6 separate regions of the Sus scrofa genome follow, and all the other regions are linked to region 1. The links are chromatin contacts, called in public Hi-C and HiChIP or PLAC-seq maps. All regions are on one chromosome and are shown on one strand. Each heading gives the region's core, a stretch centred on a gene start, on an enhancer-like site or on the middle of the called end of the contact. The rest is flanking DNA. Distances are from core to core; before and after follow the strand shown.

Region 1 (5,029 bases), core at 1,886-4,385:
ATCACAGTTTCTCAGAATTCCAAGGAGATGAGACATTCCTTCCAGAGGCAGAAGGGATTGGTGAAGGCAGTAAAGTAGGATTCCTGGACTCTGTCCCAAGGCTGGTGGAACAGATGCCTTTGGCCTCCTGCCCGAAGAATCCTAGTTATCTGCTCAGTTCCAATCCCAGGGGGTAAGCCACCCCCTAGCGGGTATCCTCCTTGAAGGGAGATCTCTCCATTGATCCTCTAGATTGGCACCCTCTGAACTGGTGCCTCATTAAGTCGTTTTTGTCTTCCTGATCGCATTTCTGGGATATTTATTATTAATATGTTAAATATTATCATTTGTGACTCTTTGCTAGACACAGCACTAAGTGCTTCCCACGCATCGTCTCATTTATTCCTCACAACAGCGCTTTAAGCGGATATGATATGATTCTTCTTTCAGTTTACAGATGGGGAAAGTGAGGATGAGATGCTGAGTGACCCATTTTAGGTCCCACGGGTAACTAGAAACGGACATACTCAAGGCAGGTTTCTTCCTACTTACGCTTCCTACTCACTACAGAAATGTGAGATGCAGATTGGCCAAGAGAACAGAAATCTTGGATAGAAGCAGAGAGCTGGGGGTGGGGGTGGGGGTGACCAAAGGGACACAGCACCAGCCAGAACTGGGAGCATGGATTAAGACCCAGGTAGAGGGACAAAAAAGAAGAGTGAGAAAAGCCAAGGTTAAGGCTGGAAAAGCTCTCTCTCCCTGGGAGGGCCTGGGCATCAGTATTGGGATGACCAAGCAGAAGGAATGACCAGAGGGGTAACTTCCAAAGGGGGAGTCTTCCAAGGCCCCCCATGTGGGAGCTTGAACAAGGAGGCTTTCCAGGGCAGTTCTTGCTTTGCAGCCCCAGGAGTTTGTAAGCTCCAAGTGCAGCAGTTTTTTCATGCTGGACCTCATCCTAGTCACTGCTCTGGTCACTAAATTCCATCTCTGCCCAGCTGCAGTGGAGGGGGGCAGTGGGGCACTGTGGTTAGAGAACACGATAGGGCACTGGACTGCCTGGGTTCAAGTCCTGCTTTCTTCTCCACTTCTGCCCAAGCTATGACTTTGCACAAATTATTTCTCTGGGTCTCAGTTTCTTCATCTGTCGAATGGAGCTATGAATAGTACCTACATCACATGAAATTAGTACATTAAAACACTTGACCCGCTAAACTTTCACATATGGTAGATAATATAGCCACACACCAGTCCTCTATGTTTCGGTTCATGTCATTCCCAAGGTGCCTTTTCTCTGCCTCTCAAATCCTTCCCACTCTTCAAAGTTGACAAATGCCTAAAATGCACCAAGTATGTGGAGGCCACCAAAGAGTAGTAGGTCAGGTGTGCATGGACTTGGGAGCCAGCCACCCTAGGTTTGAATCCTGGTTCCTGTAACCTTGGGCAAATTGCCTCGTCCCTCAGTTTCCTCTTCAGTAAACAGGGAAGCAATAGTACTGGCCTCATAAGATTGTTACAAGGATATGAGGATTAAGGAGTTAACATTTGGAGTTCCCGTCGTGGCTCAGTGGCTAACAAATCCGACTAGGAACCATGAGGATACAGGTTTGATCCCTGGCCTTGCTCAGTGGGTTAAGGATCCGGCATTGCCATGAGCTGTGGTGTAGGTTGCAGATGAGGCTCAGATCCCGAGTTGCTGTGGCTCTGACGTAGGCTGGCGGCTACAGCTCCGATTAGACCCCTAGCCTGGGAATCTTCATATGCCGAGGGAGCAGCCCAAGAAATGGAAAAAAAAAAAAAAAAAAAAAAAAAAAAAGGAGTTAACATTTGTAAAGCACTCTTTTTTTTTGGCTGCTCCCTCAGCATATGGAAGTTCCTGAGCCAGGGATCCAACCCACTCCTCAGCAGGGACCCAAGCCACTGCAGCGACAATTCGGGAGCCTTAACATGGCTGTGCCACAGGAGAACTCCTGCAAAGCACTTTTAAACACTGTCTGGCACATAGTAGGTGTTTCATGAGTGCATGTTAAAAACTTTTCTACATCTGTCAAAAAGAGGACAGAGCACAATTGCATTGTTAGCTGTGTACGCATAGGGCTTATTTCCACTTCACTTGCTGTGAAGAGCAGAAAACACATCCAGCCTGTCTTTGACCCTAGCCCGACGCCTGACTCATATCTGATGCTCAATAAAGTGGCTAGATTGGGAGTTCCCGTCGTGGCTCAGTGGTTAATGAACCCGACTAGCATCTATGAGGACATGGGTTCGATCCCTGGCCTCGCTCAGTGGGTTAAGGATCTGGCGTTGCTGTAGCTGTGGTGTAGGCCGGCAGCTACAGCTCTGATTCAACTCCTAGCCTGTGAACCTCCACATGCCGCTGGTACAGCCCTAAAGACAAAAAAAGACAAAAAAGGGGGGGGGCTAGATTGAAACAAACCAGGACACAGTGAGATGGGCAGCAGAAAGCTTGCAAATAAGCAGATACTTAAACTGATGACTGAGTGCACAGGAGGGACAGGCAGTGACCCTTCTTCTGGAGCGTTTGATCCGCTTAGGGTTTGCTTCTGCTGGTCCAGGAGGAGGCACTGACTAGAGGCTGTGAGAGATAAACAGGTTGGACAAACGGCCCTATGTTGGATAAAGAGCATGGCTTTCGAGCCAGCAGTCAAAGCGTTTTCTTATGTGTAAAATAAGAGATCAGTGTCCATGGAAATAGAAACAACAACCAATTACTAAGCATCTTCCAGGTAGCTAGGCACCAGCTAAGTATTTATAATGTTCATTTACGAATGAGGCTGAGCGAGGTTAAGCGATCTGCCCAAAGATACAAAGCAAAAAACAAAGTGAAGATTCCAATCCAGGTGTGTTAATCAAACTTTCTGTACAGATGGCAAAGTGATCTGGCCGAGCCTAGAGTAACTCAAATGCCAAAGACCATTTTTTTCACAACGAAGGGCTGATGAATAAGGGCGATACAACACTCCTGCCCGCATCCAAGACCCGCCGCCGCCCAAAAGTACCGAAGCCCTCCGGCGCTTACGTGCGCTCCGTGACTGGGGCGGCGGACGCCTGGCGGGCGGCGGAAGTCGCATGCGCCCTGCCGTCCTTCCCCTCACCCCGGAGCCTGCAGCGCCTGCTTGGGGCGCATGCGTACACCGATGGGCGGAGGGCGGCCCCGAGCGAGTGGAAAGATTTGAGTGAGCAAGTGCGCTGGAGCCTAGCGGTAGGGCGCGAGCGCGCAGGCGCGGCCGGGGGCCTGGCCGAGACTCCGGAATCTCGGTGAGCCCCAGTCTGCGCCGCACCCCGAGTTGCCACCATGGCTGCCTACAAGCTGGTGCTGATCCGGCACGGTGAGAGCGCGTGGAACCTGGAGAACCGCTTCAGCGGCTGGTACGACGCGGACCTGAGCCCGGCGGGGCACGAGGAGGCGAAGCGCGGCGGGCAGGCGCTGCGAGGTGCGGAGCGGGCCGGGGAGGTGGGTGGGAGCTGCGAAGGCCCGAGCGGGCGCGGATGCGTCAGGGCCGCCTGGTTGCCCCCCACCCTCGCTAGAGGGCTGAGACTTTGGGCTTTATCGCTTCAGCCGTTTATGTTGCAGTTGAGAAAATGCGCCCAGGGTAGCGAATCGACTTACTCAAGGTCACCTAGTCTCCCGAGTGTGAGGGGCCGCGCGCCTGAAGAGGACCCTTGCGGCCTCCGCAACACTGCCTTGTGAAATTCTCCCTTTCTAGTCATCATTTAGTAACTCGGGGACGGGCGACTAAATTGGATGCCCAGAATCTTCCAGCGGCTATAACCAAACCTACTCAAGAGGCAGCTGCGGATTCTGGTGAAGCGGCAGGCCACGCGCTTTTCCCGGTTCTGGCGGTGTGATGCGGCACTGGGGTGGGGGTAGGGGTGGGGGTTGCGGGGAGACCAGCACGGTTCCAGATATGAAGACATGCACGTGCTTGTGTGGGATGCTGTTTAGCAGCATTCCACAAATCCTCTGTCCAAAATGCACGCGCAGATGTAATTGAATGAATGAATGAGGGATTTGAGTTGATCCTTTTCATAATCCCATAAAGTATACAGATTTTATTTTTTCCCATTCCTTACTGGCTCTCTTTAATAGCTGGGAAAGTGAGGCTTGAAAGGATGACTTGTTCAAGGTCACCCCTTGTTCCTAGTCTGCTCCCCTGGCCTCTGTTCTGGGGTTGAGTAACAGGTAGGTGTGAGGAACTGGTAGGCTGTTGGCCAGGACGCTGGGCGAAGGTGGCAGTGGCGGTGAGATAAGCTTACCTACCCAGGCTCCCCCCGCCGGGGCAGACAGCTCTCTGTGATTTTGGATCCTTTGTAAGGAAGCATGCCTTGCTGCCAGCATTTCAAAGACTCTCTGGACTGAGGAGGTGTTTCCCCTGATCCTGCCCTGCACCTTCCTAACCACTGGACAAAGCAGTAGCCATTTAAAAGGGTCATTGATGCCTGGTTGATGTGAATCAGGTATTTGGCCCCAGTTTGCTCTCTCTAGCTTCTTGCCTTCACTCCGGATCCTTTAGAAATGAAGCAGAGGGTGGGGAGGTCTGGGAAATGGAATCCTGCTGGGGATGTGTGTGAATGCTTGGGGATGGCCTGGTGTGACCTCATACCAGTTAGGAGCGGCCAGGTTAGGGAATGTGCTGGTAAAGGAGGCCATTTTCTCTCCTGCTGCCTGGCAGGAAGAACTGCATGGGTCTGTGGTTGCTGATGACTAGCCCAGGGCAAAGCAAACTGCAGCTGTCCTTTAAGACTGATCAAATGCCTTAATTTTTAATTGCTCTTAAAATAATACACCCTATATCAGTTTTTAAATACATGTTAGTAGCATTAAAAAAAAATTCCATTTAAATGTTAATGTCAATTATGGACATCATAGATAAATAACTAAGACTAAAACCAAAAACTCTGAATGATGAAAACCTTATGAATAATTTGATAGTGTAAAAGACCTAAACTGAAATGTTACATTCATGAAGGCTTTAAGTATTTTAGGGTTTATAAAACCTTGAATGATTTCAGGAGGAAGCTTGCAAGCAGA
Region 2 (5,029 bases), core at 1,253-3,752, 250 kb after region 1:
ACTGTCTATATAATCAACCACTATTGCCAATAAAATTTGAGCAGTCCAGCACCCTGAAAGAAGGGACAAAGAGGCTGTCTCCGTATGTACATTCGCCGACGCCGTGTCCCTCTCCGATAGGGATGTACACTCCCTGGCCGCCGGAGCTGGCCTCCGGCAACAAGCACCATTTGTTCATTTAAGATACGCATTTCTCAGAGTTCCCGTCATGGTGCAGTGGAAACAAATCCAACTAGGAACCATGAGGTTGCGGGTTTGATCCCTGGCCTCGCTCAGTGGGTTAAGGATCCGGCATTGCCATGAGCTGTGGTGTAGGTCGCAGAGGTGGCTCGGATCCCTTGTTGCTGTGGCTCTGGCATAGGCCAGCACCAACAGCTCAAATTGGACTCCTAGCCTGGGAACTTCCACATGCCGCGGGTGTAGCCCTAAAAAGACAAAAGAAAAAAAAAGATACGCATTTCTCGGAGTTCCTGCTGTGGTGCAGTGGGTTAATCATCCAGCTTGTCTCTGGTGTTGCTGGTTTGATCCCTGGCCTGGTGCAGTGGGTTAAGGATCCCTGGCCTGTTGCAGTGGGTTAAGGAACCTGTAGCATAGGTTGCAGCTACAGCTGGGATTCAGTCCCTGGCCTGGAACTTCCTTACAGGTGTGGGTGAAAGGAAAAAAACCAAAACACACATTTCTCAGGTACCTGTGGGTGGGCTGAGCTGGCCGTGAAAGGCATTGATTGGCTCCCTGAGAAGCCACATAGCTTTTCTCCCCCAAAGGGAGCCAGGAGCCAGTGGCCTCATCCCATGCCCAGGAGACGAGGGACTAGCTCTGCATGTAGGATAAGCTGGGGTCTGATGCATGCAGGGATCCTCTCACTTCCATGCTATTCTGCAGCCACCCAGTCATCCACTCCATAGACATTTACCGAGTCTCCTATGTGCCAGGCACGGGCAAAGATGCTAAGAGGTGATGACCAATGGTTGCCATGTAGCTGACTCAGAATTCCAGCAGGGGATCCTCCAGAGTTGGAGGGGGGTGCCTAGAAGAGGCAGCAATGGGCAGCCGGGGAGGCTAACCCAAAGGGAGGAGCATTTAAAACGGGCATTGAAGAATACATAGGAGTTTGCCAGCCAAGTGGGGTCTGGGAAGGAAGCACATTCTGAGCCTCTTTGGGAAACTTAAGAGTCTGGTGGGGTTGGCATGCTGGGTGTGAGCATGAATAACAAAAGGAAGTGGAAGAAACTGGAAGTCAGTGGGGGCCAGGTTGCAAAACACACCCAGAGAAGAAAGAAATAGTAGGGGAACCCGTGTATATACAACGAGGTCAGTGTTTCGGAAAGATGCCTCAGAGCCCAAGGGTTGGATTGGAAGGGGAGGGAAGAAACCAGTGGTTTTAACCTCTCTAGGTCTCGTTGTCCTCCCCCGTAAGATGAGGAAAATAATTGTATATATCTCCTGGGTTGTAGAGGCTTATATGAGAATTCCTGCCAAGCACAGTCATAATAATAATGTAAAGCATTTCTAGGCTCCATTATAGGCCGTTTTGCCTCGTAGTTAAGTTCATGGGCTTTGCTGTCTCTTAGACCTGGGCTTATGTCTTGGTCATGCTGGGAAGCCTTTTGTTTTCCTTCAGGCTGCACCTGTGGCATATGGAATTTTCTAGGCTAGGGGTGCAATTGGAGCTGCAGCTGCTGGCCTACATCCACAGCAGCTGGAATCTGAACCCCATCTGCGACCTACAACACAGCTCACTGCAAAGCCAGATCCTTAACCCACGGAGCGAGGCCAGGGATGGAACCCACATCCTCATGGATACTAGTCAGATTCATTACCATTGAGCCACAACAGGAACTCCGGGGAAGCCTAGTTTTAATATACTCCATGGCTAGGAAGTTCAGAAAAGAGGTTGGATTGATGGACAGGACTTTCCTTTGTGGTGAGGGAGGGGCAGTGGGGCCTCAAAAGGGAGATGGCCCTTTTCTCTGACAGAGGAGCTGGCATGGCTGAGTCAAAGTCTGAGCCCCGCTTCGGACAGAAGTTTGAGGCGGGCACTAGCAGGAGAGGATATTCCGAGTGTTCAGGTGAGAAGAGATGTGGGCTCAGGCAAGCACTGCTTTCCTCCAGCGCCCCGGCAGGGCCAGGAGGCACCAGTGAGCCCCAGGGCAGGAGACAGTGGGGAAAAAAAGGGCTTAAGGCTGGGGGGCCTCTCCTAGCTCCAGAAGACTGCTCTCCGCCCTGAGGCTGGACCGGAGCCAGGGAGGCAGAGCCGGCAGCGTGGGCAGATGTGGCGACCTTGGCCCAGTCGGACCGAGCGGAAGGCCCTCGGCCGTCTGGGGCTGCGGGTGCCCTCCGCCCTGCCCCGCGGAGGAAGGAATCCGAGATGGGAGTTTGGCGCCAACGGGAAAGGGGGGCACCAGGGTGGGGACGAGGCCCAAAGAGAGAAGGCAGGAAGCCGGGAGGAGCGAGTGGGGGTGGAGACGGAGGAGGGGAAGGGAGAGGGCGGGCAGGAGGAGTTGAGAGAGAGAGAGAGAGGAGAGCTGCGGGGAGGAAGGGTGGGGAGAAGGGCAGAGGAAGAGAGGAGGACTCGGAGGGGAGCGAGGAGGCCGGGCGGGCGCAGGGGCACGTCGGCCGGGCTGCCCCCGCGAGCCAGACGTCGCCATTCCGCTGCTCGGGGCGCCGCCGCCGCCGCCACCGCGCCCGGGGGCCATGCTTCCACCGCCCCCGCGCCAGCCGCCGCCCCAGGCGCGCACGGCCCGCGGCGCGGTGAGCCTGCAGCGGGCCTTCCTGCGCGGCCCGCTGGGCGTACTGCGGCTGCTGCAGCTGCTGGCCGGCGCCGCCTTCTGGATCACCATCGCCACGAGCAGGTACCAGGGCCCGGTGCATTTCGCGCTCTTCGTGTCGGTGCTCTTCTGGCTGCTGACCCTGGGCCTCTACTTCCTCACGCTGCTGGGCAAGCACGAGCTGGTGCCTGTGCTCGGCTCGCGCTGGCTGGTGGTCAACGTGGCGCACGACCTGCTGGCGGCCGCGCTCTACGGAGCCGCGACGGGCATCATGATCAGCCAGACGCAGAGCCACAGTTACTGCAACCTCAAGGATTACCAGATGTCCTGCGCCTACCACGCCTTCCTGGCGGCCGCGGTCTGCGGCGGCCTCTGCCTCGGCCTCTACCTGCTCTCGGCGCTCTATGGCTGCTGCCGCCACTACCAAGGCGAGCAGGAGGTGGCTTGAGGCCGCCGCGCCGCGGGGCGGTGGACCCGTCCTTCCCGCCGCCGCCGCCCCGCGCCCGTGCGCCCCGGCACCCTCCCCTCGCCCCTCATTCCCGCCGCCGCCCGCGTCCCAGCGCCCTGATCGCAGATCCCGCCCGACGGCAGCGCCGCCGCCCAGAATCCGTGTCAGCTACGCGGGATTTGTTGTCTCCCGGGACGGGGGCAGGGCTGCATCCGAGGGGCTGACGCACACACTCAGATGGGCCGCCCCGAGGCGAAGACTCGCGGTTCCTTTTCCCTTTCCCGGCCGAGAGCTAGACGTGGACAGAAGCCGCGTAGATCCGGGGGTGGCTCCCAAATTGGAACCAGTCTACTGGCGGCGCCACGGTCCCCTCCCTCCCGCCCCGCGTTCAGAAGAGCACCCCCTTGCTTTGGCCTCTCTTCCAACCTCGCGTGCTGAAAAAGTCAGGCATGCCGCCGCAGGCGGAGCGGGGGACGAGCCTCCACTGGTCCCGGGATGAGCGACGGGTGTGGTTTTAGCTTGGGCTCGTGCGGGCATCCTGCGCAGTCCTTCCAGGCCCATCCCTCTGTGCTTTGAGGTCTTGGGGTGAGGCCCGTCTGCAAAGGTGAGGATGGATAGGAAGGGCCTCGAGGGATGTATTCTTGCACCTTTGGAGGCTTCTTTCTCCTTTGCCTGTTCTGCCTTTGTCCTCGGGGTTCACGGAGGCCAGGTCCTAATGCCCACTGGCATTTCTGGCCTCATCTTCCCGGCCTTCCTCTCACAGGCTTCCGCTCCATCCCCACTTGCCAATATCTTTTTCCTTTAGGGATCTCACACCACCGTCTATGAATGTTAGGCGAGCCCCACCCCTTCTTTTTATAGATGGAGACTCAGAGATTGCTCTTGGGAGCTGCCAGAAAAAAAAGATTAGAAGCCCGTCTTTGGACTCCTAGTCTAGCACTGTTTACTTTAAAGCAGTGGCTGTTGCCAGGAATCCGGGTTTGGGAGCTACCCTCTAATAGAGATTTTCAAGGCCAAAAGGGTTTGTCAAGGTGCTTTCTCCTCCTCTGGGAGAGTCACAATGCTCATTAGCATAGCAAAGGCTCTGTGAAGTCCTGCTCTAAAAGAAGCCCAAGTAATTTAGTTTCCAGTGTTACTCACCTCTGGATCTGGACCAGGACCAGTTTTTCCCACTTTAAGGTTCCAAGCAGCTCTGTTTTGTCTGGGCTCTCCTTTGACACCAAGGGGCCCAACCCTTTGGCTGCGGTCTGTTTGAAGATGGGGGGCACTCCTTTTCCCCAGGGAGTTCCCTTAGCAGAGGGAGCCCCACAACCCCTCTGTGAAAGAGAAGATAGCTGCTCTCCAGACCAGTGAGAGCCTGGGAACTGTGGATTTGAACCTTTCTTTACATTATCTGGGAAATGAAGCCAAGTTCTCCAGATGGTGTTCCAGTCAAAAGGAACATCACCTGTAAGAGATGCTAGCATTGACCATGAGCAGCTGGCAGGAGTGAGTCACATCAAAGAGAGAAGAAAACTCTGGATCTGGAGTGAACAGCTGGCCCAGCCTGATAAGGTAAGATGCACCTTGGCTTTCTAGAGGGATCATTGCCCTTTGACTTAAACAAACAAAAAACAACAACCAAAAAAACCAGGAGTTCCCATCATGGCACAGGGAAACGAATCTAACGTGGAACCATGAGGTTGGGGGTTCGATCCCCGGCCTCGCTCAGCAGGTTAAGGATCTGGTGTTGCCATGAGCTGTGGCGTAGGTTGCAGACGCGGCTCGGATCCCGTGTTGCTGTGGCTGTGGCTGTGGCTTAGGCTGGCAGCTG
Region 3 (5,029 bases), core at 1,825-4,324, 230 kb after region 1:
TAGGGGCCAAGGAACTCCCCACCCAGCAGCTCCCCTTTTGTGCCCTCATCAGTCTTCCCTGGAGACCCTCACTGTTGTGCTGCTGTGGGCAGTTGGGTTAGGGTCTGGTAGAAGAGAGAAGCCACTGCTCTGCTGCATCCTAGGCTGGCTACGGTCAAGCCTGGGACAGACTCCAAGCAGATCTGGGTGGTAGGAGAAGGCGGACAGTCCTTCTCTTACACTCAGGCAATCTTACCCTCCCTTCAGAGAAGAGAGCAATGGGATCAAACAGCAGCGCTGCCTCAGGGAGGAAATGGCTCAGAGCCTGCCTTCCCAGGTGGTCCCAGCAGCCTCCTGCCTCCAACTGTAACAAGTTACAGTTACAGTGAGTTACAAATGCACCAACAAGGAACCATCGGGGAGAGTCTGAGCCTGCAGCCTCAGTCACATCCTCCATGAACCGGGGGGTGGGAGGGACCTGGCATCTCTGGATTTTGAAGCCCCTCACTCTTGGTTCTGCTTCCCACCCTGGAATTCAGACAGCAGAGCGAGGCTCGGAGGAAGAGTCAGTGGATTTGACATAGGATTAGAGAGTAAACTGGGAGAAAACTGAATCAGAACCCTTTTATTAACAGATTTCCTGTCTCATTCAGGGTGTTACCGCCCCACTAATTTCCTGGATGAGACCTGAATCTAGGGAAGTCAGTGTATTCTTGAACAATGGTACTTTTTTAAGTGGGAAAATGAAACCATGAAGCTATTAAAAGATTATAAATGGATCTTTCATTTCAGAGCTGACATAAAAGATAAGCATGGGTCTGTGAGCAAATGAGTAAAGACTAATTGCAAAATACTTCAATTTGACCTGAACTGGCTTGCAGATGAATTCCCAAAGGAAATATCAAATGTTGAGAATGAAGTTCAACTCGTTTTGAAACAGTAATAAATGAACTATAGAGCTTCTAACAAAGAAATACATTTAAAATGTGACTCATCCTGCACTAGATTTGCAGTATATAAATATGGTGCTCAGCTGAGCGTTCTTTTAAGTTATGCATCTCAGTTCAGATACCTGTTCTCATGGTGTCCCTGGGAGGTGCAGGGGACTACAACAGGCACAACACACTTGGGTGACCTGGGTGGCAAGTGGGCCCTTACTCAGCTCACCCCCTTCAGATAACGCTGGTGACAGAAATAATCTGTAACCGGAGGCCAAGGGCCTCTTAGAAAAAGAACTGGAGGCTCTGGCCCAAGGCCTAAACCAACACTTGTGGCCTTGGCCTGCTTCCCGGCACAAACATGCCCCTGGACAGCAGCCAAAATCAGTGGCTCCTTCAAGCAAGAGGCCCAGTCCAAATGGCCGTGTGGGGGCCCCCCACTGGGCCTAGTTCAGCAAGGTACACATATAGGACACACACTGGCCTCCAAATCTGTGTCCCAGGAGGTGACGAAAGGAAACAGGTCCTTCTCCCAGATCGATTCTCAGATATGACCTGGAAGTAAACTCCCTCTAGATCTAGGAATAATTCTTTTCAAGAGTTCAAGAACCTTGAATTCTGGCTGTGCCACTGATAACTGGGGTGAGTGTGGCAGGCCTCCACTTCCCCTGCCGCAGTTTGCTCCTCATCAAAATGGTGAGAATAAATAACCTTTAAGGGGCCAGGGAGATAAAGTATGCAAAAGTTTGCATCCCGGGAGTTCCGTGGTGGCTCAGTGGTTAACAAATCCGACTAGGAACCATGAGGTTGCAGGTTCGATCCCTGGCCTTGCTCGGTGGGTTGGGGATCCATGAGCTGTGGTGTAGGTTGCAGACTCGTCTTGGATCCTGTGTTGCTGTGGCTGTGGCATAGGCTGGCGACCCTACAGCTCCGATCAGACCCCTAGCCTGGGAACCTCCATATGCCATGGGAGCGGCCCAAGAAATGGCAAAAAGACAGGAAAAAAAAAATTTCCATCCCATACATCACATCATCATGAATGAATGATGTAAAGGAAAGGCTGTTTAACCACCAGGGGATTATAGAATCATTGCCATTTGCATCCTCACCATCCTCATAAAACTCCCTCAAAGAGCCTTTAGTCTTGAGAGAAGAGGGTAAAGGGAGATGGATTCATCCGTGGACTTTTAAATCACAGCTGCCATTGAGGCAGCTTGCTCTCTGTCAAGTGCAGAACAGCACTTCCTGAGGAGTAACATTTTTAATTCTCACAAAACTCCTACGAGGAGTCATTATTATTACACCCATTTTACAGATGAGAAAGCTGAGCTCAGAAAGGTTAAGTAACTTCCCAAAGTCACACAGGTGGTAGGTGAAGAGCCTGGGATGCGAACGTGAGTCTGAGCCCAAAGCCCACGCTCTCCACCACTGCTATTTTTGTTCCTGCCAGATGGTTGACGAGGTCTTCCGAGGGAGGAAGGACTCAGGAGGCTTTGAAACCTCTTAGAGCCTGCTATCTGATTCTGTGGGTTTGGAAGGCACAAGGATCCAAAGTCGGGTCTCCCAAGCTAGCCTCTGTGACCTCGGCCCTCCACGGCCCCACGGGGGGTTAGAACGATTACTCACCACGCTGAAGGGCAGCAACGACAGACCTCAAATCGCAAGTTAAAATGCGCCCACTCTAACCCCTTCCCCTTCGAAGGGGTGGGCGCAGCTCTGGGCTTCCTGCCGCGACGGTGCTCACAAGGACCAGGCGGCGTTCATGAACAGGATGAGAGCTTGGGAGGGGGTGTCCTGGCCGAGGTCACATGGCGACATTCCCTGCGCGGGTCGGCCCCCGGGGCTCAGACGTGGCAGCTTCGCACAACGACGGGCCCTAAGTGGACCTGGGGTTTCGGGTCCCTCCTGCACCCTTGCTCTGACGGCGCGCCCACCCACTTCCACCGCAGCGCGAGGCAGGCTGCCGACCTACGTACCTGGCCGCCCAAGGCGGGCCACCTCGGTCACAGCCGCGGCTCCCCGGAGAAAGCGCTCCCTAGTTCCAGAACAGCCAATCCTGAGCCGAGCCTTGGTGTGAGCTCCCGGCGAGCCTTCCAAAATCGAACGCGAAGACTCCGCGAGCCAATCAGTGGAGATAGAGGGATGAGAGGCGTGGCCCTACTCCTCCCCCTTCCCTCCGCTGGCCTCGAAACTCCAGTGCGAAGAAGCCCCCGGTCCAATCAGCGACGCAGCGGCAGCGAGGGGCGTGTCCTGGGGCTCTCTCTCCCCGCCCTCGGCTGCCCTCACGCCGCGCCCGGAGGTGCTCCCTTCATTGACGTCAGTCCTCGGGGAGAGCGTGGTTTTGCTGGCTGGGGAGTGGGGGCGGGGCCGCATTCCAGTCCCGGGGTGCGGCAAGGGCTGGCCCAGCTGGGTACACGTGACGGGTGCACCCCTCCCCTGGGAATGAAGCCAATAAGCGCGGCGCGGGATTCCTTGCGGCTTGTGGCCCTCCGCAAATAGACTTGCAGCTACTTAAACTCAACAGCAGACCACTTGGTATTCTGGCTTGAGTTTTGAGGGAGAGGAAGAGTCAGCGCGGTAGTCAGACCTTGGGCTTCAAAGCCAGAATGTCGTGAGTTTGAATCTTCAATCAGCTGTGCAACCTTGGGCCAGTAGCCTAAATGAGAGGCTATTAAAAAGGTTTTATTCATTCATTCGACAGTGGTCTATTAGGGACCCACCCTGTCGGAGTTTCTTGACTTGCAGTGAACTGGAGACACCTTTAATAAGCCTTGTCCTGGGGGAATTTACAGTTTAGTCAAGGAGGCTAACATTTATTATTATTTTATTTATTTATTTATTTTTGGTCTGTTTGTCTTTTTTAGAGCTGCACTCGCAACACATGGAGGTTCCCAGGCTAAGGGTCCAGTCGGAGCTGTGGCCACTGGCCTAGGCCACAGCCAAGGCAACACGGGATCCTAGCATTGTCTGCGACCTTACTCCACAGCGCACTGCAACGCCGATCCTTAACCCACTGAGCAGGGCCAGAGATCGAACCCAAGTCCTCATGGATGCTAGTTGGGTTTGCTAACCGCTGAGCCAAGATGGGAACTCCAGAGGCTGACATTTATAAACCTAAAATATTGAGTGTGACTATGATTGTGATACACATTATGGCTCTGAGAGGGTAAAATGAAGGAACCTAAGCTCCTTTGGGGAGGTCCTAGAAGGCAGAAGTAATACTTCAGCTGAGATATGGAGGAGCTGCAATTGGTCACAGGATGAGGAGTGGGTCTGGGAAAAGCCTATAAGGAAAAGAGTACACGCTAAGGCCAGGAGGTAGCCAGTCTCAGAAGGACTTGAAATGAGGCCTAGATAAGGCCAACAAGGGAGAGAGAGGTGGGAAGCCAGAAGCAGAAGCAGGCAGTGAAGTTTCCATTTGAATAGCATTATATGTGTTTATTTACTAGATCTTTTCTAGCACTTACTATGTACCAGTAATGCCAGTCAGCACTTTACAAATAGTAGCTCATTTCATCCTTTTGACAAATTTGTGTTTTTAGAAATTCACTTTGGCTGCAGCTTGAAATGTGGCTTGGGGGGGCAGGAGTGGTGGCAGAGTATCCAGTAGGCCCTTGATAAGTGTTTGTTTACTTGGTTTGAAGATGAGTAGTTGTGCACGGGTTCAAAAATAGTCACAAAGGGCACCTGGGAATAGGCAGCCAGACTTGTTGTCACTTCGAAGCTGACCTTAATAGTCATTTGAGTTCTATTCTGTAGAAGTTCTGAAAAAAAAAGTTCTTACTGTTTGATAAGAGCCAGCACACCAAGGAGTTCTCTGGTGGCCTAGTGGGTAAGGATGCAGTGTTGTCACTGCTGTGGCTTGGGTCACTGCTGTGGCATGGGTTCGATCCTTGGCCTGGGAATTTTTGCCTGTCGCAGGTGCAGCCAAGAACTAGCACACTGGGATTTGTAGGGCCCTTTCTGCAGGGTAGAGGTTAGGTTTGGGCGATGTTCCTCATCGCATGGCCTCCAGTTCCTCTCTCTGCCCTGCACAAAACATTATTAGCAAGAGCTTTGCTGTCATTTAAAAGGTTTTAACTTTGTTTTTCCTGAAGCCCTGTGGAAACATA
Region 4 (5,029 bases), core at 1,367-3,866, 190 kb after region 1:
AAAAGACAACAAAAAAGAACCATTTCCTGGATGGTAACAGACTAATAAGACAGATAGTCCAGAGGCTTTTGGCTATAGTTAACAGGGTCTAGTCCAGTTAAAGCACATTTTTTTCAATTCTGTTACATTTATTACCTTTTTTTTTTTTTTGGTCTTTTTTCTAGGGCCCCTCATGAGGCATATGGAGGTTCCCAGGCTAGGGGTCGAATCAGAGCTGTTGCTGCTGGCCTACGCCAGAGCCACAGCAACTCGGGATCTGAGCCGCGTCTTTGATCTACACCTCGGCTCACAGCAATGCTGGATCCTTAACCCACTGAGCAAGGCCAGAGATCGAACCCGCAACCTCATGGTTCCTAGTCGGATTCGTTAACCACTGTGCCACGACGGGAACGCCTACATTTATTATCTTTATTAATGCTCAGGCCATCTCATCTTTGGCCAATAGACCCTATTCAGATTGTCTCCCGAGTCCTTTTTTTTTTTTTTTTTTTTTTTTTCCCATAAGTACAGTTGACTTACAAGGTCGTGTTAGTTTCAGGTGTACAGCAAAGTGATTCAGGATATATATATGTGTGTGTGTGTGTATGTGTGTGTGTGTATATATTTATACTTTTTCAGATTCTATTCCCTTATTGTTATTACCAAATATTGAGTATAGTTCCCTGTGCTATACAGTAGGTCTTGGCTGATTACCTACAGTAATAGCAGATTGAATGGTCTGTTAGTGAAGTCCTCACCCAACCTGGTGCCATGAGGCAAATTAGTCACGAAATGCCTCTCAAACTTTAGCTGAAATTAAGACCAAAAAGCAGGGATTGTAAAGCAAAGAATGTTGCTCATATCCAGTTCTACAAGCATCAAGTCATCAGCCACTGCAAGTTATTGGCCTACAGTACATTGAAAGGAATTCAGGGTGAAGATCAGGATGAGGCACTTTGTGCTCTGAGAAAACTCACAGCCCTTAGTTAGATATTTCCAGGAGAAATTTTAGGAACCTGTTTTTTGCATCTTCCCATACTTAGAAAAGCACTAAAACTGTTAACTAGGTATCTGTTGCTTGTGAATAGCAATAACCTTCTACCAAGATGTATGCTTGATTGTAGTACCTATTCCTCAAAATCACATATATACTGACCTCCCCTCACCTCTTCAGGACAGTTCTCAGACCTCTCTGAGAGACTGTCCCCCACGTTATAATCCTCAGGTTTGTTTTGAATAAAATATTCCATTTCTTTCTTAGATTGAATACTGACTAATTTTTCATGGGTAACTGTGCCCTCCAGTGACCTAATTACATTCCTCCTTTAAGACAACTCACAGCACACGCTGAACTTGAGGCCCTCGCTGACTCTCCAACCAACCTCCAAGTCACTGAACTTTTAATATGGAGTTTCCAGCTCTCAATATCGGCTCTTTTTCTTCTAGGCCTCAGAGAGCTGTGTGTCTTCAGCTTGTGGGCAGGGACTACATGGTCCTCTTTTCCACTAACAAAAATGTACTGAGCACCCACTGTACATTTAGACACTGAGGTTTTACAGTGATGAAAAAAAGGTCATGGACTCTTTTTTTTTTTCTTTTTGCCTTTTCTAGGGCCGCTCCTGCAGCATATGGAGGTTCCCAGTCTAGGGGTCTAATTGGAGCTGTAGCCACCGGCCTACGCCAGAGCCACAGCAATGAGGGATCCGAGCCGCGTCTTCGACCTACACCACACCTCATGACAATGCCAGATCCTTAACCCACTGAGCAAGGCCAGGGATCGAACCTGCAACCTCATGGTTCCTAGTCGAATTCATTAACCACTGCGCCACGACAGGAACTCCTGGAATTTTTTAGTCTCATGGGACCATACCTTTCTTCAATTAACAAATATGCTCTAGGAGTTCCCACGGTGGCTCAGCGGTCAACGAACCCGACTAGCATTCATGAGGACGCGCGGGTTCGATATCTGGCCTCCATCAGTGGGTTAAGAATCCCGCGCTGTGGTGAGCTGTGGTGTAGGTCGCAGACGCTGCTCGGATCTGGCGTTTCTGCGGCTATGGCGTAGGCCATCGGCTACAGCTCCGATTGGATCCCTAGCCTGGGAACCTCCATATGCTGCGGGGGCAGCCTTCAAAGTACAAAAAGGAAAAAAACCAAAAAAATATGCTCTAAGCATTGGGTCAGGCAGTGTGTAAGCTACATGAAGACTAGAGTTAAAAAAAAAAAAAAAACTTTTTATTTAGGTAGAAATTTTTGTTTCTTTGCTTCTCTTCTGTCTCTCCAGCAAACAGGAGGTGCTCAATACATATTTAATGAATGAGTGCACGATGCAACGACTCCAGATCAAGAGTTCTCCAGTCTCTCAGCTCGTTCATAATAGGCACTCAAGTAGACTGACTGATGAGGTAGGCGGCTTTATTGAAGGTTCCCAAACAGGCGCAGGCAATCGGAAGTTAAGTGCAGAGTAGGATCGAAAAAGCAGAGGGCGTGTCTGACCCGCCGCTGACTCTTGGAGCATGCGCAATCTTCACAGAAGGTGACGGGCGAAAACTGCGGAGGCCGCGATTGCGTAGGCGCTGGTTCTGATTGGTTGCTGTTTGCGCGCGAGGGGTCGTGCCTACTCGTCGCCAAGTAAACAGGGAGGGTGGGGGCGGGGCCAAGAAGCACCGTAATCTGGTTGGCCAGGCGCGGGTTGGGGGGTGTCGCGGATTGGTCCGGGCCGGAGCTCAGCTGTGTGGAGCGCACCGGGTCCCGGAGCCCGCGGCCTGAGGGATGGACGAGACGAGCCCACTAGTGTCCCCCGAGCGGGCCCAACCTCCGGACTACACCTTCCCGTCCAGCTCGGGCGCTCACTTTCCGCAGGTGCCGGGGGGCGCGGTCCGCGTGGCGTCGGCGGCCGGCCCAGCCCCCTCTCCGCCGGGCTCACCAGGCCACGACCGGGAAAGACAGCCACTGCTGGATCGGGCCCGGGGCGCGGCGGCCCAGTGTCAAACCCAAACCGTGGCGGCACAGGCCCAAGCCCTGGCCGCCCAGGCCGCGGCGGCGGCTCATGCCGCGCAGGCCCACCGCGAGCGGAACGAGTTCCCGGAGGACCCCGAGTTCGAGGCGGTGGTGCGGCAGGCCGAGCTAGCCATAGAACGCTGCATCTTCCCCGAGCGCATCTACCAGGGCTCCAGCGGAAGCTACTTCGTCAAAGACCCTCAGGGGGTGAGAGCGGGCTGGGGACCGAGGCCGCGGGCTTCGGGGAGGGTGGGCCTGCCGGGCGAGTTTGAGGCTTCGCACAGCCATAGGGAGAAGGGGGGCTGAAAGGCTGCAAAAGGGATAAACTTCATAGTGCCGAGCCTCTTGGCAGGATTTTGGAGTGCCATTGAGGACTGGAGATGGAGAAGCTCTGCGGAATGAAGAAATAAATCAGAACTTATTTGGTAGGGGAGGAGGGAGCGGAAAATGAAAAGAGGAAATTGACCAGATACAGGCGAAGGGCCCGGCAGTGTGGTGGGGCAATCGGCCTCTGGACAGAAACGCGGGGAAATGCTGCTTTCTACTAGGTTCCTGAGCTTTAAACTATAGAGACTGCTATTTGTCCACTGACTTAACAAATTTAAGCCCGTTCTCTCTTTATGGACAGAACCAGTGTTGTCGCTGTGCATTGAGGAGAATGGGTGACCCATAAGGGGCTCTGAGGGTTCTTTTCCATCTTTCTGTGCTGTGGAGATGTCTCCTGCTACCGTCCCAGGTCTCTTATTGGCAGACGTTGGTGATAGAGTGGGTGGATTCACCAGTTTCATATGTACTGATCATTGCTCACTTCTGTGAAATTGTTCAAATCCTCTTTTATGGTTCCTCAGTTTAGAATGTGAAGTTTGAGAAACATGGGACTATCAACTACCTTTTAACCTTCACTTTTTACCTAGGACACTCAGAAGTTTGCTTTTTTCAGGAAGGCGAAGTGTTTGGCTGACCTCTGTTTTATCACTGGCATGTATTTAAAGGAGGTTGGGGATGGGAAGGAATGGGGCATGAAGCGATCAGGGCAGCTGACAAGTGACTTTTATACTTTTGATAATTGCAGAAGAATTTAAGGCATTTAGATCAAACTAGAGGTATCTTTGGAATATCAGTGAGTCAAAAAAATATCAAGTCTTCCCTGTTAAAGTTCTCGGCTGGACCAGTATGGTTTATTGGAAAAATATATTATTGTTATAGTTATTAGAAGGGTGGGTATCAGAGCTCTCTTAAATTTCCCCTGTGTGTCAGATGGGTGGTGCTGAGTGGCCAGGATGGATGGTCACTTTGCAGCTCTTGGTTAGGTTCATTGAAGGGTCCGATTATTCTCCCAGATGTTGCCCCTGAATTACCATCAAGAACCAGAGAGCAAATCTGCTCTCAACTCAATTAACATAAACTGAGATGGGGGAAAGCTTTGAGAGTAAAATCTTTCCAAGTCCCTTAAATGAGAGAGCAGTGAGTTAAATTGAAAGCTCAAAGGGGAACTGTCACTTCTAGAAAGAAAGAAAGGTGGGTGTCCTGAGGTGTTTTTTGTTTTGTTTTCTTTTGATTTGGGGTTTGTTTTTTTTTTGTTTTGTTTTTTTGGCTGCACCCCCAGCAGCATGAGGAAGTTCCTGGGCCAGGGATTGAACCTGAGCTACACCAGATCCTTAACTCCTTGCCCTGAAGTTTAATGCAAGATGTTTTTGTCTTTTTAATTTGGTAACCAGAATGAGATCTAAGATATGAGTGGTTTTTATTTTATTTTGTTGTTGTTAGCTTGTTGGCTGATGTAAGAAGGGACTGAGATTGTTAGGTACAGAAGTAGGAGGAAGGTTTTCATTTTTCTGTTGTGACACTGTTACAGCGCCACTGGAAAGTGGGTCAGGTGAGCTAAGAAGTGATCTGGTGCTCTGACATGTGGGTGTAACGTGATCTCTCAATTCTATCTGGCAGGTAAAGTACCACTACATTGGTCCATAGCCACAGAGAATGGCAGACTATGGATATGCTTCTTGGTAATTGCAAGATCTTAGTCTCTCAAATTTCCTGGCCACTGCCC
Region 5 (5,029 bases), core at 953-3,452, 160 kb after region 1:
TTGCTCAGCTGCCCCTTCCCAGTCCTTGGCCAGAGAGAACAGGATGTGGTGGGGCTTTTTTATTTTTTTCTTTCTTTTTTTCTAGCATATGGAGGTTCCCAGGCTATGGGTCAAATCGGAGCTGCAGGTGCCAGCTCGGATGTGGGATCCGAGCCTGCATCTTCGACCTATACTACAACTCAGGGCAAGGTCAGATCCTTAACCCACTGAGCAAGGACAGGGATTGAACCTGAAACCTCATGGTTACTAGTTGGGTTTGTTACCGCTGAGCCACGACAGGAACTCCTTGTGGGGCTTTTCTTGTCTGTGCTTGTTGGCATTTCAGGGTTACTTGCTCCTTCAGCTCCAAGTCCGGGCCACGGAGCTTAGCACTGTGCTGTTCCTTGGGTCCTGAGGCCCCTGGTTTGTCTCTCTTCTCTCTGCCTTTCACAGTCTTATGTTTGTTTTTACATAATGTCCTGGGGGTTTTAGTTCTACCTTTTGGGAGGAATAGAGAATTGTATCCCTATTCCATCTTCCTGGAATTGGAAGCTCTAAATAGTTTTCTAAATGGTGAGTTTTCTCTCCTAAAACATTAAAGTAGTTGGAGAAAAAAATTGAAACATTTAAAAGTAGGTGCTTTAAAATTCACAGCATTTTTTTCATTTAAAATATTTTATCTAGGAGTTTCCTGGTGGTTCAGTAGGTTAAGGATCCAGCATTGTTGCCATGGTGGCTCTGGTTTACTGCTGTGGCACAGGTTCGATCCCTGGCCTGAGACGATTCTCGTGCTGTGGGCATGGCCAAAAAGAGATATTTTTATCTATACCAAAAACATAACTGATTAGAATTTTAGGAGTTCCCATTGTGGCTCAGTGGAAGTGAATCCGACTAGGAACCATGAGGTTTCGGGTTTGATCACTGGCCTTGCTCAGTGGGTTAAGGATCCAGTGTTGCTGTGAGCTGTGGAGATGTGGCTTGGATCTGACGTTGCTGTGTCTGTGGCGTAGGCTGGCGGCTACAGTTCCAATTTGACCCCTAGCCTGGGAACCTCCATATTCTGCGAGTGAGGCCCTAAAAAGCAAAAAAAAAAAAAAAAAAAAAAAAAAAGAATTTTACTCCCCTGGCTTGAATGGAAGCAAACACATCAAAACAATTTTTTTGCCCAAATCCACTTTTGTGTACATAGGGACACACATGATTAGTCTGCCTCAGGCTACATTATGACAGGGCATGGCTCTGTTGGATCCTGCCTTTATTTAAAACTTTGCCAAAAAAACACAAAAACAAAACAAAAATGGCAAAAAAAAAAAAAAACAACCTTTGAAGATAAATCAGTAAACAAGTGGGAGTTCCCATTGTGCCTCAGTGGTAACGAACACAACTGGTATCCATGAGGATGTGGGTTCAATCCCTGGCCCTGCTCAGTGGGTTAAGGATCTGGTGTTGCTACGGCTGTGACATAGGCTGGCAGCTGTGGCTCTGATTTGATCCCTAGCTTGGGAACTTCCATATGCCACAGGTGGGGCCCTAAAAAGAAAAAAGAAAAAAAAAACTTTGGCATTTTTTGCATTAAGGATTTTTTTTTGCATTGATTTTTTACTTTTTAAAAAATATTGCATTAAATATTTGTCTTGTGACAGTGTTTTTTGGTGGCCCCTCAAGTTTTGCCTCTGAGACGACAGTCCCAACAGAGCCAGGCAATGTTTTGTTCCCTAAAGCGGTGGGCAGACTCCAGACTTCCCCACAGTTTGTATCTTTCCCTCCAAGAGACAGATTAACTCAGATGTAGAGAAAGGACAGCTGAGGAGGCAAGCGTGAGTCTCCCTGGGTGTGAAGGTTCTCCTGGGATAGGACGCTCTAAAAATAGGGCATAAGAATTGGAGAAATGAGGGTCTTTCCACTGAGGCCCCCACCCACCCAAAGGCCCAGGCTGTGCTACACATTCTGGACATGCCACTGCGTTAGGACCTCCACTCTCCCACTCCCAGCTGCCTGCAAGAAGGTCCCAGAACCTACCTGCCCCCAGAACAGGAAGAGGAGCTTCCAGGCCTCTTGGCGTCTGGGCTAACAGTGCTATTTTTCTCATCCAATTCTTGTGATATGGGATCTCCTAATTTTTACAGACGAAGCAGCTCGGGCTGCCCCTTGGGAAGAGAGGATGCTGCCATCCTAGCCCTCGGCATGCCATCCTCTCTTACCCTTCCCTCTGTGCCTGGTCCTGTGCCAGCTCTGGGCACACACTCAGGAATGCCTTGGACACCTGTCTGCTGCCTGCGCTGTAGGCTCAACCACCCCAAGAGCAGCTTGATGTCACCTTGTTGCCCTGCCCTGCTCGAACGCAATGTGCTTCTTCTACCCTCCTGCCCAGCCGGCCTCCTGCCCCGACTATATTTAGGACTTTCCATGGTTCTTACCTCCAAAGCATTCCACCGTTTCTCAGGGTCTACAGAGGGCCAAGGCAGAGCTCTTCAGACACCTCTGGTGGGAGAAAGCATTCCTCTAGCTATTTCTTGTTTCCATTGTCTCTCCCACCCTACTCAGGTTTTGGGTGAAAAGCCCAGTTTGTTGGAACATCATGGCTGGAGCAGGGCCTAGGAGGAGGCTTCCTGAAGCCTACTGGCCTCTACGGCTGAGTAGGTATTAATCCTTCATTGATGCTTCTCAACCTTTTTACCCCAAACAACCTCTTTTTATTATTTTTACCCCTCATGAAGCCCATATTTCGAAGGTTTTACCTTCCCTCAGAAGAAAATTTTATTACATAATAATTACTTTCCTAGTTTTTAGGTAGTCAAAGATTAACCTAAAACTTCCCATCAGCATGAAACAACTAGTTGCAATGCTCAAAGAAAAGAAATCTGATGGGTTTTTTTTGGGGGGGGTTGTTTATTTATTTGTTTGGACTTTTAGGCCCACACCCACAGCCTATGCAAGTTCCCAAGCTAGGGGTCCAATCAGAGCTGTAGCTGCCAGCCTACACCGCAGCCACAGCAACACCAGATCTGAGCAGTGTCTGCAACCTACACCACAGCTCATGGCAATGCCAGATCCTTACCCCATGGAGTGGGGGCCAGGGAATGAGCCCACATCCTCATGGATACTAGTCGGGTTCGTTACTGCTGAGCCACTACGGGAACTCCAAATTTGATGCTTTATTTTCTCCACGCATGATTTTAAAGTATGACAATAGCTCTAAGTCTCCCATTACAATGGAAAAGACGTTAGAGATCCTGTGGTCTGGCCCCTGCATTTTTTTAGGCAAATGAACTTGCTCAGAGAGAAGTTAATGATACAAGGTTACACAGTGTAACTTCTTTGGACACTGACTCCTTGTTTTCCCTGTGGCAGCATTTGGATTGGGGTCAGGGAGGAGGGATGGGGGGATGGGGGATGGGGGATGGGGGCGACGTTGCTGCTGGGGTGAGAGAAGGTGGGCTGTGCCTGACTTCCCAGGCCCTCTGTGCCCTGGGTCAGGTTCAGGGACCTGGGCTGCAGACCAGTGATGGGACCCAGACCAGGGATGCTCTACTGCCCAGACCCACAGCGCTGCCTCTCCCATCCCAGCTGAGGATGCACTGCCACTCTCCTCCCTGATGGCGTGGATTCTCTCCCCAAACCAAAGGAGGCGCCTTCTGTCCTCTAGCCTAGGTTCTGGCATTGTGTTCTTTACTGCCCACCTGCCTTCTGGATTCCCAATCTGCTCAATCTAAGCCGCATAGATTCAGCAGAGTTACTTTACAGGAGGAGGAGGGTGGGAACCCTGACTTTCTGAAAATGACACATCTGGGTCCTGGACGTGTGTGGGCAGGGGACTCCCTCCCCAGTCTCTTCTAACAGGCCCTGCTTCGCAGGTGACCTGGCGCTTCGGGATCCCGGGGCTGAAGAAAACCATGGACTGGTTTGGCTACTACGGAGGCCCCTGCCGCGCCCCCTTGCAGGAGCTGAACCCGGCCCAGGAGGAGGTGCTGCGTTTGGATTTCACCAGCAACGGCTGGCTCTGAGGACCAGGAGGGGACGGCCAACCTGCTCCCATCTCAGCACCTGCCTTGCACTGGCAGCCTGAAGAGGAACATGGGTGGCGAGGGTTCGAGGCTCCCTTTCTCGCTTCAGTCCTCCAGGTAGCCTCTCTCCTGGCACTGCCATCACGCTCATCTCCTGCTCTCCCAGCCCAACAACCTCTGGCATTTGTATCCTGAAATCGGGGTCTCTGGAGACCTTCAGCCTGGGAAGGAGCAAAGTGACTTGTCTCCCTACTGTTCCTTCCTCTCCCCTGAGACATGTGAACCAGCAGCCAGAGGGGACGGACAAGGGGGCAGTTGGGCACCAATAAGCCATGTTTTACCGAAAGGAAGACTGCTTAGACTTGGGGGTACAAACCCAAGTCCAGTACAACACAGCGGGAAACCCAGGCAACTCCTAGGAACCCAAGTTCTGACTCCTTGCACTCGTTTGGGAAACCTGATCAGAAAGGGGTCACTGGTCCTTCAATAGACCCCCGAGCTGCATTCTAGCCCTTTCCTAAATCTGTGTGCTTCATCTCACATCGTCTCTAGCCTTGATCCCCACGGTCAAGTGCACCAGTGAGACAGCCCCATGGCTTGCTAGAACTGGTAAATAATGACACCTGGTGGATAAATGCTATATTCTAGAAAACTGTTCTAGCCACCCCGAGTCTGAAACATTAGGAAAAGGGACTTGGCCTGAGACAGGACCATCCCCTTGTCTATACACACTCTGCTTCTATTGTTGAGAACAATTTGTTATTGCAATAAAGCTTAATAGGTTAAACTAGTGTGGCTATGTATGGATGGACACCCCACTGCTATGCAGGTTTCCTGCCCAGATGTCCAGAACCTTCCTAGAGCCAATTTAGCTCCCAAGGTCTGTTTTTTTCGCAGCTCTGAGAGAGGCCCAAAGGATACTGAGCAAACATAGGCAAGAGATTATTGGCAGCCTAGGGAAAAAGCTTATTGAGGTTTTAAATGAGAGAGGTAAGAGACAAAAAGGTTCAAGTGGGATATTTAAAAACACTTACCACATTAATTTA
Region 6 (5,029 bases), core at 926-3,425, 140 kb after region 1:
TCCCCTAGGATCCTATGTACCCCCGTCCAAGCTTTTGGGGCCCCAAGTAATCACAAAAGGGAGGAGAATTGGGTAAGGAGGAACCCTGACTCAAAAGAGGCTGAGGGAGCAATCTAAGGGTAGGGGATTAAGACATACAAACTGTTATGTATAAAATAAGCTATAAGGATATATTGTACAACACAGGGAATATAACCAATATTTTATAATAACTGTTAAGTGGAGCGTAACCTTTAAAATTTTCGAGTCTCTGTATTGTATACCTGTAACAGATAAAATTCTACATCAATTATACCTCGATTTAAAAAAAAAAAGAACTGAAGTTCCTGTTGTAGTTCAGTGGAAATGAATCTGACTAGCATCCATGAGGACATAGGTTCAATCCCTGGCCTCGATCAGTGGGTTGAGGATCTGGCATTGCTGTGAGTTGTGGGCCATAACAAAGCTGCTGAGGTGCTGTGGCTGTGGTGGAGGCTGGCAGCTACAGCTCCAATTCCACGCCTAGCTTGGGAACCTTCATATGCTGTGGGTGTGGCCCTAAAAAGACAAAAAAAAAAATTAAAAATAAAAAATAAATTTAAAAAAACATTAAAAAAAAAAGAAGTAGCTATATGAAAGGGAAAAAAAGAAAGGCTGAGGGGATCATGAGAAAGTCAGGAAGATAGAAGGTGTAAACGAGGACTTCTCGGCATTATTCATATTTTTGACTGGATAATTTTTTTGTTATGGCCCACCTGTGGCATATGGAAGTTCCCAGGTCAGGGGTCGAATCAGAGCTGCAGCTGAGGCCTGAGACACAGCCATGGCAACACCGGATCTGAGCTGCATCTGCAACCTACACCATAGCTTATGGCAACACCATATCATTAATCCACTGATCAAGGCCAGGGATCGAATCTGCATCCTCATGGATGCTAGTTGGGCTCTTAATTTGCTGTTCCACAATGGGAACTTCTGGACTGGATAATTCTTTGTTGTGGGGGACTGTCCTGTGCAATACAGGATGTCTGAGCAGCATCCCTGGCCTCTAGTCAAAATGCCAGTAAGAGTTCCCATCGTGGCACAATGGGAACGAATCTGGCTAGTATCCATGAAGCCGCAGATTCGATCCCTGCCCTCGCATTGCTGTGAGCTGTGGTGTAGATTGAAGATAGAGCCCGGATCTGGTGTTACTGTGGCTGTGGCGTAGGCCGGCAGCTACAGCTCCGATTGAACCTCTAGCCTGGGAACCTCCATATGCCGCAGGTGTGGCCCTAATAGACAAAAAAAAAAAAAAAAAAAAAAAAAAAAAAAAAGCCAGTACTCCCCACCCCACCCCACCCTGCCCAGTTATAATACTGAGAATGTCTCCAGACATTGCCAGTTGCTCGCAGTTGGGAACCCCTGGTATGGATGAGGGCACTTCCTGATATGGACTTCTGAACAGTGACCAGATCTCCTCCTGGTTCCTGTAGGCAGGAAAGACCCCCACGGACCTGGTGCAGTTGTGGCAAGCTGACACCCGGCACGCTCTGGAGCACCCCGAGCCGGAGTCGGAGCAGAACGGGCTGGAGGGGTCTGGGAGTGGGCGGGCAACCCCTCAGCCTGTGCCAGCACAGTAAATGCCTGTTGCAGCCCAGGCTGGCACCTGACCTGTCCCCTGCATACAGCTGGAGGGTCACAAGAATGGCCCTCAGGCTGAGGACTGCTTGGCTCCTCTGTGTTCACCCCAGGAACACCCACAAGCTACCGCAATAAAAAAGTCATTTTTCTATGTGTGATGTTCATTTCTATTTGTGCCTGAAATACTTAGGAAGGAAGGAAGGAAGACTGGGAGCAAGGCTGGGCTCATGCAAGAGGGGAACTTGGAGCCCGTTGGCCTCACTGAGCCAGTCGGGCTGCTTTTCCTACTGACGCCTCTAATTGCCTCTTCCCTGCCCCCCCTCTTCCCAAGTCCCAGTGTGGATCAGCTTTGCAACATACTCGTCCAGGGACCCTCTCCTGGTGACAGCTGTCCTGTGGGGTTGTATGTGGCCAGCACAGGCTCGTCACGTGGCAGTCCTGCCCGGAGAAGCTTGGCAGGGGGAGTAGGGCAGTCCAGGGGCGGCTGATCACAGGCAGCTTCTCACCCGGCCTGCCACGCCTCCCACAGGGCCTGCACTCAGCCAATCAGCTCCGCCAAGCTCCGATCTGCAAGGCGGAAGCCAGCCTGGTTCCTGGCTTTGGGGCTGGAAATTATGGGATGAGGGCCTGGGGCCCCACTGGAGGCACCATTTAGTGTCAGGACCCCAGGAACCAGTCCTCCGTCTGGCCAGAGAGACGCTGGATTGTGGCATTTCTCCAGCTGCTCCCCAGGGGGAGGGAGGACCTCTTTGAGGCCTATAGGCCTAGCTTCTGACCCTGGCAACACCAGGCCCCAGCCTGCCTGAAGACCAACAAGTCAGAGGGCAGCAAATTTTTAACTAGGCCCATTGATCATTAACCAGAGTAGGAAGGAGTCCGAAGTCAGCATCTCTTGGGGACAGAAACCAGCTGGGCCTGGAGCCTCCTGCAGAGATGCTGGGCCCCAAAGTCTGGTCCTCTGTGAGGCGGGGGCTGAGCAGGGCTTTGTCCAGGACCATGGGGAGCTGGGCCTCAGGGGAGGGGAGGAAGATGGACATCTCAGGCATCTACCCCCCCGTGACCACCCCCTTCACTGCCACAGCCGAGGTGGACTATGGGAAACTGGAGGAGAATCTGCACAAACTGGGCACCTTTCCCTTCCGAGGTAAGTGGGGTCCGCCCCCTGTGGAAGTTGGGGAGATGTGAGTGACCCTGGTGTCCTGAGCCAGAGACCAGAGGAGGGTACTCAGGCTCTGTCAAGCTGCTCTGGGACAGTAGGCTACTCTGCGGGTCATTTTCTGATGAGAGAGGAACAGGTCCCTGCTCTGGAGTCAGGAGACAGGCGGGAAGCTAACTGCTGGCCTGTGATCTTGGCTGGAATCTCACCTGCCTCAGTTTTCCCAACTGTAACCTGCTATGTTTGTTAAAAAAAAAAAAAAAAAAAAAAAAGTTCTTCATCCAGCATTATTGTGGGGATCAAACTAGGTAACGGGTGGGAAAGCTTTTGTCAACCAGACACTCTACGCAGATGTGATGGCAGCCTGGGTGTCACATGTGGCAGCCCAGCCAGCAGGCTCATCTCCCTCAAAGACTTGTGTGCATAGTCTCTTCTAGACAAAGCCTCCCTTGGCCAAACTAATTCCTGTTCTGGATCCTCTGGCTCATTTTCCCCATTACACATGGATTCCCCCCAACCTGAGGTCAGGGACCAGATCATATTTGTGATGCTCAGTGTAAAACACAGCCATGGGTGCAATAAATGAAAATAAAAAGTGGCAAAGTTTGCCCATCCTGCCCTGCCCACTCTAATCCGTCTCTCCTGGCAGTGCTCCGAGGCAGTGCTCCCAATAGCCCCATTTCACAGATGGGCATCTGGCGCTCAGCGTGATGCTGTTATTTGCACAAGGTCACTCAGCTAGTAAATGACTGAGCTGGGATTTGGACTTGGGTTGACTGCACAGCCATGCTCAGTTTCACTCCACTGCACTGACTGCTGAGTCCCTAGATGGGATCATTCCAAGCCATAGACCCTGGTTGGCACCAGCATGGGAATGGAGTGGTTCTGACTGAGGTGGTGCCATGGAGCTGAACATACACCCTTGATTCAAAACACAGCTCTGGAGTTCCCGTGATGGCACAGTGGTAACAAACCTAACTAGTATCCATGAGGACTCGGGTTTGATCCCTGGCCTCACTCAGTGGGTTAAGAATCCTGCGTTGCTGTGAGCTGTGGTGTAGGTGGCAGATGTGGCTCAGATTCGACCCCTAGCCTGGGAACTACAATATGCCACAGGTGTGGCCTTAAAAGGACAAAAAATAAAACCCCAACCAACAAACCAAAAACCCCACAGCTCTGCCATGATATAGCTGGGAGCTAATCTCTCTAAACTTGAGTCTCCCCATCTGACTCGTGGGAGAAAAAATGGCCATCACAGGAGGGTTGGGAAAAAGATCTGAGAGAATGCAAGGGAAGACATGCTTGTAAATTGTGAAGATTGCCATACATTAGAAGGTGTGGATTCCAGCAATTCCCATTGTGGCTCAGCTGGTTAAGAACCTGACACAGTGTCTGTAAGGATAAGGGTTCGATCCCTGGCCTGAGACTCCTCTTGTGTCTCAGTTCTGGAGTGATGTGACCCTTCCCCAGGGGATAGCGAATGCTCTGTGGACAGCTACACAGAGCAGTGACACAAACTCTAAGTACGTTTCTGCTGGGGCTTATCTCACTGGAGCCGGAAGGATAGAGATCTGGTACTCTAGAAGCAAAGCGAGAAGCTCCTTGAATCTCTAAGAGAAGAGAAGACTCAGCTTCACCTCCCAGGTTCAAGGACGCCCCAGATTCAAGGGTAGGGGGTGTGGGGAGGTGGGCTTTGCATCAGTGTCTGCCTGCACCCCAGGCTCTTTTCTGGACCCTTCCTTCTCCTCGCCACACTCCTGAGGCAGGGTCGAGGGGGCAGAGGTGGCTGGGAGCACAGTCTGCTGTGGCTTTGGCAGGGCGGCCACTGGTCCACCTGACATTCAAGCTGCCCTGGCACATCTCTCTCTTACCCACACACACAGGGGAGCAGGAGGCTGTGTAGGAGAGCCTAGCTTGCTGACTTAATAAGACCTGGGTAAGGGAGTTCCTGTCATGGTGCAGTGGAAACGAATCCAACTAGGAACCATGAGGTCAAGGGTTCCATCCTTTGCCTCGCTCAGTGGGTTAAGGACTCGGCGTTGCCTTGAGTTGTGTTGTAGGTTGCAGAGCGGCTCGGATCTGGTGTAGCTGTGGCTGTGGTATAGGCTGGCAGCTACAGCTCTGGTTCGACTCCTAGCCTGGGGACCTCCATATGCCACGGGTGCAGCCCTAAAAAGGACAAAAAGACAAAAAAAAAAAAAAAAAAAAAAAAGACCTGGGTAAGAATCCTGGTTCTGCCCCTTACGGCGACCTTGGAAAATTCACAGAAGC

What was found. Hi-C and Micro-C count contacts between places; a contact is called where the count stands out from the background. HiChIP or PLAC-seq counts read pairs in DNA pulled down with a chosen protein or histone mark.
Region 2: a contact with region 1 is called in a Hi-C map of skeletal muscle, with 4 times the contacts expected there. The contact joins the promoter of MARVELD1 here to the promoter of PGAM1 in region 1. A contact is called at or near these places in 1 of 5 promoter capture datasets (fetal liver), 2 of 47 Hi-C or Micro-C datasets (embryonic fibroblasts and skeletal muscle) and 1 of 2 datasets of contacts at active chromatin or transcription factors (alveolar macrophages).
Region 3: an H3K27ac HiChIP or PLAC-seq map of alveolar macrophages shows a contact between it and region 1. The contact joins the promoter of AVPI1 here to the promoter of PGAM1 in region 1. A contact is called at or near these places in 1 of 5 promoter capture datasets (fetal liver), 2 of 47 Hi-C or Micro-C datasets (heart right ventricle and liver) and 2 of 2 datasets of contacts at active chromatin or transcription factors (alveolar macrophages and skeletal muscle).
Region 4: a contact with region 1 is called in a Hi-C map of heart right ventricle, with 2.5 times the contacts expected there. The contact joins the promoter of PI4K2A here to the promoter of PGAM1 in region 1. A contact is called at or near these places in 2 of 47 Hi-C or Micro-C datasets (heart right ventricle and omental adipose tissue) and 1 of 2 datasets of contacts at active chromatin or transcription factors (alveolar macrophages).
Region 5: an H3K27ac HiChIP or PLAC-seq map of skeletal muscle shows a contact between it and region 1. The contact joins the enhancer-like site here to the promoter of PGAM1 in region 1. A contact is called at or near these places in 5 of 47 Hi-C or Micro-C datasets (liver, omental adipose tissue, skeletal muscle and 1 more) and 2 of 2 datasets of contacts at active chromatin or transcription factors (alveolar macrophages and skeletal muscle).
Region 6: an H3K27ac HiChIP or PLAC-seq map of alveolar macrophages shows a contact between it and region 1. The contact joins the promoter of HOGA1 here to the promoter of PGAM1 in region 1. A contact is called at or near these places in 2 of 47 Hi-C or Micro-C datasets (liver and skeletal muscle) and 2 of 2 datasets of contacts at active chromatin or transcription factors (alveolar macrophages and skeletal muscle).

What each region holds. Positions count from the first base shown.
Region 1 is chr14:108,819,647-108,824,675 of Sscrofa11.1, forward strand. PGAM1 (phosphoglycerate mutase 1) reads left to right here and starts at 3,136. Exons shown (of 4, transcript XM_003483535.4): 1 at 3,136-3,431. The coding sequence starts at 3,293.
Region 2 is chr14:109,066,692-109,071,720 of Sscrofa11.1, forward strand. MARVELD1 (a long non-coding RNA gene) reads left to right here and starts at 2,503. Exons shown (of 3, transcript XR_002338495.1): 1 at 2,503-4,770.
Region 3 is chr14:109,049,154-109,054,182 of Sscrofa11.1, forward strand. It overlaps AVPI1 (arginine vasopressin-induced protein 1), which reads right to left and starts at 3,075. Exons shown (of 3, transcript XM_001929060.5): 1 at 2,894-3,075.
Region 4 is chr14:109,005,527-109,010,555 of Sscrofa11.1, forward strand. PI4K2A (phosphatidylinositol 4-kinase type 2-alpha) reads left to right here and starts at 2,617. Exons shown (of 9, transcript XM_001929034.6): 1 at 2,617-3,186. The coding sequence starts at 2,752.
Region 5 is chr14:108,981,604-108,986,632 of Sscrofa11.1, forward strand. It overlaps HOGA1 (4-hydroxy-2-oxoglutarate aldolase 1), which reads left to right. Exons shown (of 7, transcript NM_001190169.1): 7 at 3,834-4,770. The coding sequence ends at 3,983. Among named protein-coding and RNA genes, the nearest start is that of MORN4, 15 kb to the right of the region's middle. Within about 2 kb of position 2,203, at least 3 of the 83 cell types and tissues checked have an H3K27ac peak or open chromatin away from gene starts, as enhancers often do. A contact at or near this core is called in skeletal muscle, where this site is marked.
Region 6 is chr14:108,956,637-108,961,665 of Sscrofa11.1, forward strand. HOGA1 (4-hydroxy-2-oxoglutarate aldolase 1) reads left to right here and starts at 2,176. Exons shown (of 7, transcript NM_001190169.1): 1 at 2,176-2,746. The coding sequence starts at 2,536.